Regions from separate parts of the Sus scrofa genome. Here region 1 is linked to region 2. A link is a contact called in public Hi-C data. All regions are on one chromosome and are shown on one strand. Each heading gives the region's core, a stretch centred on a gene start, on an enhancer-like site or on the middle of the called end of the contact. The rest is flanking DNA. Distances are from core to core; before and after follow the strand shown.

Region 1 (2,700 bases), core at 25-2,524, 190 kb before region 2:
AAAGTGCCCTTGAATGAATTGACCATCCAGTGTCTGCCAGACACGGTACTAAGCGCTTTATACACAGTATAACTCTGTATCATCTGTAACATCGGGCACATCAACCTCACAGAGTTGCTATGAATGAAGTTATGTTCATAGAGCACTGAGTACCATGATGGCACTTAGGATGCACTTGATAAACCAGCGCTGGTATTAAAATACCAGCAGGGAGTCCAACACCCATCTTTGTGCTCTGAAGGACAAAGGAGGTACACCTAACCACTTGAAGCCTGCCACTCATACCTCAGGCCCATTTTTCAAGGGTGTGGGCGTGGGGTTGGAGGACCCGCCCTCAGCCAAGTCAGAATCTGGGGATCCGCTCACTCTTGCGAAGGTGTGTCTTAGAGACAGACACGAAGAATTAGTAAGGGATGAAGAGTTCAGGATCCCCGAAATCTGGCCCCTCTAAACCAAGAATTCCCAACAAAAAGACTTCTGACAGATACCTTTCTCAAAGAGGGATCGCTCCGACAAGGCATACCTCAGGGCTGCTTGCAGGATCCCCCAGCGAGGACAGGCTTCTCAAAGCTCTTTGGAAGAGTCTCCTAGCATCTGGATGTCTCTAGAACTGTTTACGTGGATCCCCAGTACTGGACCCCTCACAGGCTGGTTTTTCCAGAACCCCGAGAAAGGAGTCGCCCTATCTGGGACCCCCGCCCCACACTTTGACTCTTCAGCGAATGGATCCTCAGAGATAGGGTCTCCAGAACTAAGGGGAAAGATCTCGCCGGGACCTGTCGGAGGAGGCCTTTTTACTCTCCCCCACCAGCCAACGAACAGCGCCGGGATTCCAAATGAGGCGCCCTCCTCTTTCCCGCTCGCCAGGCCTGGACCCCACCCTGTGCTCCCCGCCGCCAGAACGCTCCAGCGAGCTCCCAGATCGAAAGACCTACCAGACCGTCCGGCTCCCGCCGCTGCCACCACCTCTTCACCAACCTCGACGCTCACAGAGTGCTCTGGGGGCCGCCATCTTATCACCCACGTGACCGGGTCGGACGACACCAACGCAGCACCGGGGGGGTGGAAATCCAGTCAGAGGCTCCACAGAATGAGGAGCTACGGAAGCGCGAGTTATCACCTGTGCCAGAGTTCATACTCATACGTCAGTCGGAGTCTATGAGCATTCCTCAGGAAAGCGGAAGGGCAACTTCCATCCTTCCCCTGCGAGAGATTTTCTGCGGCCTACCCACTCGGTAGGACGAGTAGAAATGGTTTGTGCCGATTCAGCACGGAGGTGGGCTGGCTAGGGACAGAGCATGCGTAGTGTCCCCGGGGCGTGGTCAAGTTTCAGGGGCGTGACTAATGGATTCCCTGGGCTGGAAGCGAGATTGGAAAGGATTTTTTTTTTCTGTCTTTTGAGGGCCGCACCCGCGGCATATGGAGGTTCCCAGGCCAGGGGTCTAATCCGAGCTGTTGCTGCCGGCCTACGCCAGAGCCACAGCAAGACCAGATCCGAGCCGAGTGTCTGCGACCTACACCACAACTCACGGCAATGCCGGATCCTTAACCCACCGAACGAGGCCAGGGTGCCCGCAACCTCATGGTTTCTAGTCGGATTCGTTTCCACTGTGCCAAGACCGGAACTCCAAGGGAAGGATTAATAAAGGACTTGACCCATTCATTCATTCATCATTTAATAAATTGTAAATGGGCGCTGAGGACGATGGGCTGAAGCCCTTGCCCTCATAAACCTCATTTGATTGTCTGAAGGAAACAAACAATAGTAAGTAAAAGCACATGCTGGGCTAAAGAGAAAAAAGTCAACGCGGTGCGTGTTATGGGGTGTGCAGTTTTAAAGAACTTGGCTTTACTCTGACAAAATGAGAAGCCACTGGAGTGTCGTAATCAGGGAAATGGCATGCCCTGACTGTTAACAGGATATTCAGACTGGTGAGTAGATAACGGACAAGGAGGGGAACGGTGGAAGCGAGAAAACAGAAATAACTCAGATTCTAAGTTAACTTTGAAGGTGGAGCAAATAGTTTGTGGCTGGAATGGGTATGGAATTTAAAAGAAAGAGTTCTTTTAAGGATAATACAAGGGGTTTTGTGTGTGTGTTTTGGGGTTTTTTTTTTTTTTTTTTTTTTCGCTTTTTAGGGCCCCACCCGTGGCATATGGAAGATCCCAGGCTAGGGGTGGAATCCGAACTGTAGCTGCTGGCCTATGCCCCAGCCACAGCAACACCAGATCCGAGCCGTGTCTGTGACCTACACCACAGCTCACCGAAACGCCGGATCCTTAACCCACTGAGGGATGGAACCCACATCCTCATGGATCCTAGTCGGCCTTGTTAACCACTGAGCCATGAAGGGAACTCCAAGGATAATACAAGTTTTTTGACATGTAGGAAGGAGAGACCAACCATTAGCCAGTAGCCTCCCCATCCTATCAATCCAAGGTCCTGTTAACTCCACCTCTGACTTAGAGTTGGCATCCAGGCACTTCGGTCATTTCTACTGCTCCTATTAAGAGTCTGAACCACCACTGGTGTCATCAGGATGTTGCCTACAAGAAGAAAAGAGAGCTTGTAAGCGATTATATCAAAACAGTACTGTGGTTCCTCAAGAAGTTAAAACATAGAACTACCATGTGATCCAGCAATTACCCTTAGTTACACCCAAGAGACATAAAAGCAGGAACTCACACAGATAGTTGTAC
Region 2 (2,700 bases), core at 99-2,598:
CCGACCCTCTAGGCAATGGCTGGGCTTTGCACACCACCCCAGGGAAAGGCAGGCCGTGAACCCACAGGGCTGAGCAAGGCTGCCTCCCTCCCCAAACCTGCCATACTAGAGGATGAGGGAGGCCTGCCAAGGAGAGGGACACAAGAAAGCAGTGACCCTACAGCGCCATGGTAGCCCCCCAGCATCCAGAGAGAAAGGGAGGGGGGCGCTCCTCCTCCCCCCTCTGCTTGCAGAGCCCTGGCACTGAAGGTGCCTGGAGATGTCATCCCCCTACCCCCCTCCTGTTATAGGAAGGTAAACTGAGGCCCAGAAAGGGCAGGAGTGGTCAGTGCACTAGAAACCGGATCTGGTGAATTCCACAAAAAATGATAAGGGAGTCAGGAGGCTGACCCAGCTGGCCTCCAAGACCCCTCACTTCCACCACAGCAGCCCCTGCCCTTCACGACCAATAAGACGCGCCCACAGCGTGACCGCCTGAAGGGGAAGGGGTGAGGCCCGGAAGCTGATACCCGCAGGGTGGGAGGCCCTCAGCAGTGGGTCCAGGCAGTGGGGAACATCTGGGACAGCGTCACCCCTTGGAGGCGGGGCCCTCCACCGGAACGGGGGTAGTCCACTATCCCACATGTGTAGCAGCCCCCGACAACAAGACTGGGTGGGATGTCGTCCCCAAGCGCCCTCACGAGGAGGCAGTGCACCCACCCGCTGCGCGTCCTAAACAGGGGTCTCATTCCCCAGAGGTGAGAACCCATCTTGCCTACATGCCTCCAAAGGGGGCTGCTCCACCCACTGCCTCCCAGAATGGGGCTCTGTGCCCGCCCCCGCCCCCAGACCGGCGTCTTCTGCAAAGACCCCTGGAACAGGAGGCACCACCCGGAGCCCCCAAGGCGGGGCTTTCCATCCTCCCTCTGGCCCCGGGAGGCGCATCCCCCGGTCCTGAAGTGGGGCGATCCATCACCCCCGCGAGCGCCCCCGAGTGGAACGTTCCGTTCCGGCTTCCCCGCTGTGGGTCCCGACGCCCCTCCAGGGCTCGGACGGGTCCACTGGGCCGCGGCGGGGGGGGCAGGCGGGTCCATTCGGGGAGCGGGGAGAGAGGGAGGGAGGTCCGGAACCGTTACCTGCTGCCGCACCGCTCTCCACCGCCCAGGCCGCCTCCGAGGTCACAGCCCCGGCCTCGGCGCTCTCCGCCTCGTCCGGCACCTCCAACTCCATGGCCGCGTGCGGACCTGCCGGCGGGCAGGCGGCCGGAGGCTACGACCGAAGCTGCGGCCGCCGCCGCTGAACAACAACCACCACCGGCTAAAGAGAGCAGGGAGGGGGGTCGGGCCCAGGGAGCGAGGGGCGGGGCCAGGGCGGGGCCAGGCGTTGCGCCATCGCGCATCGCGCGCGCAGCCAATCGGGGATTGGGGGCGGGGCCTGCGTGCTTCCCTGGCCCCCGGAGCACCGCGAGCGCCCTCACGCGCCCAGGGGGTAAAAGGGCAGCACCTTCCCATCACTTAAATATTGCTTTGGTATGGAACACCGTTATTATAGGTACTGAGTGTAAATAATTACAGTTTAAAATTATCATATTGGAGTTCCCGTCGTGGCGCAGTGGTTAACGAATCCGACTAGGAACCATGAGGTTGCGGGTTCGGTCCCTGCCCTTGCTCAGTTGGTTAACCATCCGGCGTTGCCGTGAGCTGTGGTGTAGGTTGCAGACGCGGCTCGGATCCCGGGTTGCTGTGGCTCTGGCGTAGGCCAGTGGCTACAGCTCCGATTCGACGCCTAGCCTGGGAACCTCCATATGCCGCAGGAGCAGCCCAAGAAATGGCAAAAAGACAAAAATAAAATAAATAAAATTATCATATTAAGAGTAACGTTTATATTACATATGTTGCATGTTTAAGATAAATAATAAGTTACATAAAAATAAGTAATTTAATCCACAGTATATAAATTATGTGTGATATTATATATTAATGTTACTTTTAAATAAATAGATGTTATGACAAGTAATAATAATATGCAATGTAAAAATACTTATGATATATAACATTATGTATAACGTAGTAAAAAATTGTTATACATAATAATATTTTGTGTGTGTGTGTCTTTTTAGGGTAGCACCCGTGGCATATGGAGGTTCCCAGGCTAGGGGTAGAATCAGAGCTGTCACCACCAGCCAATGCCACAGCCACAGCCAGCCAAGCCGCAACTGCAACCTACACCACAGCTCACTGCAACACTGACCCTTAACTCACTGAGTGAAGCCTGGGATCGAACCCACAACTTCATGTTTCCTAGTCGGATTCGTTTCCACTGAGCCACGATGGGAACTCCAGTAATGTTTCTAAATGACAAACTCAGTGCTAAAGCCTTCACATGCAACGTCTCCATAAGTCCATAAGTTAGGGACTGTTTCTGTTTGCTTTTTTTTAAAACCAATATATTCCCAGTACCCTACACAGAACCTTACACCTAGAAGACAATAAATATTTGATAATATTGATCAACCAGATGGAAACTATTATCATCCCCATTTACACATGAGAATACAGGAACTAAGAAGGCTGAAGCCACATGCTTGGAATCATACAAAGAACCATGCTGGGAATCTATGTGTTCACTTATTATATTAAGAATGATAGAAGTTCCCAGTGGCGCAGTGGTTAATGAATCCGACTAGGAACCATGAGGTTGCGGGTTCGGTCCCTGCCCTTG

The links. A called contact is a pair of places that touch in the nucleus more often than the background predicts.
Region 1: a Hi-C map of skeletal muscle shows a contact between it and region 2, with 9 times the contacts expected there. The contact joins the promoter of DOHH here to the promoter of PIP5K1C in region 2. A contact is called at or near these places in 2 of 5 promoter capture datasets (fetal skeletal muscle and liver), 19 of 47 Hi-C or Micro-C datasets (alveolar macrophages, brain, embryonic fibroblasts and 11 more) and 1 of 2 datasets of contacts at active chromatin or transcription factors (alveolar macrophages).

The regions. Positions count from the first base shown.
Region 1 is chr2:75,163,110-75,165,809 of Sscrofa11.1, reverse strand. DOHH (deoxyhypusine hydroxylase) reads right to left here and starts at 1,274. Exons shown (of 5, transcript XM_003123042.4): 1 at 936-1,274. It also overlaps a transcript of FZR1 not described here.
Region 2 is chr2:74,975,914-74,978,613 of Sscrofa11.1, reverse strand. It overlaps PIP5K1C (phosphatidylinositol 4-phosphate 5-kinase type-1 gamma), which reads right to left and starts at 1,348. Exons shown (of 18, transcript XM_021084102.1): 1 at 1,116-1,348. The coding sequence starts at 1,209.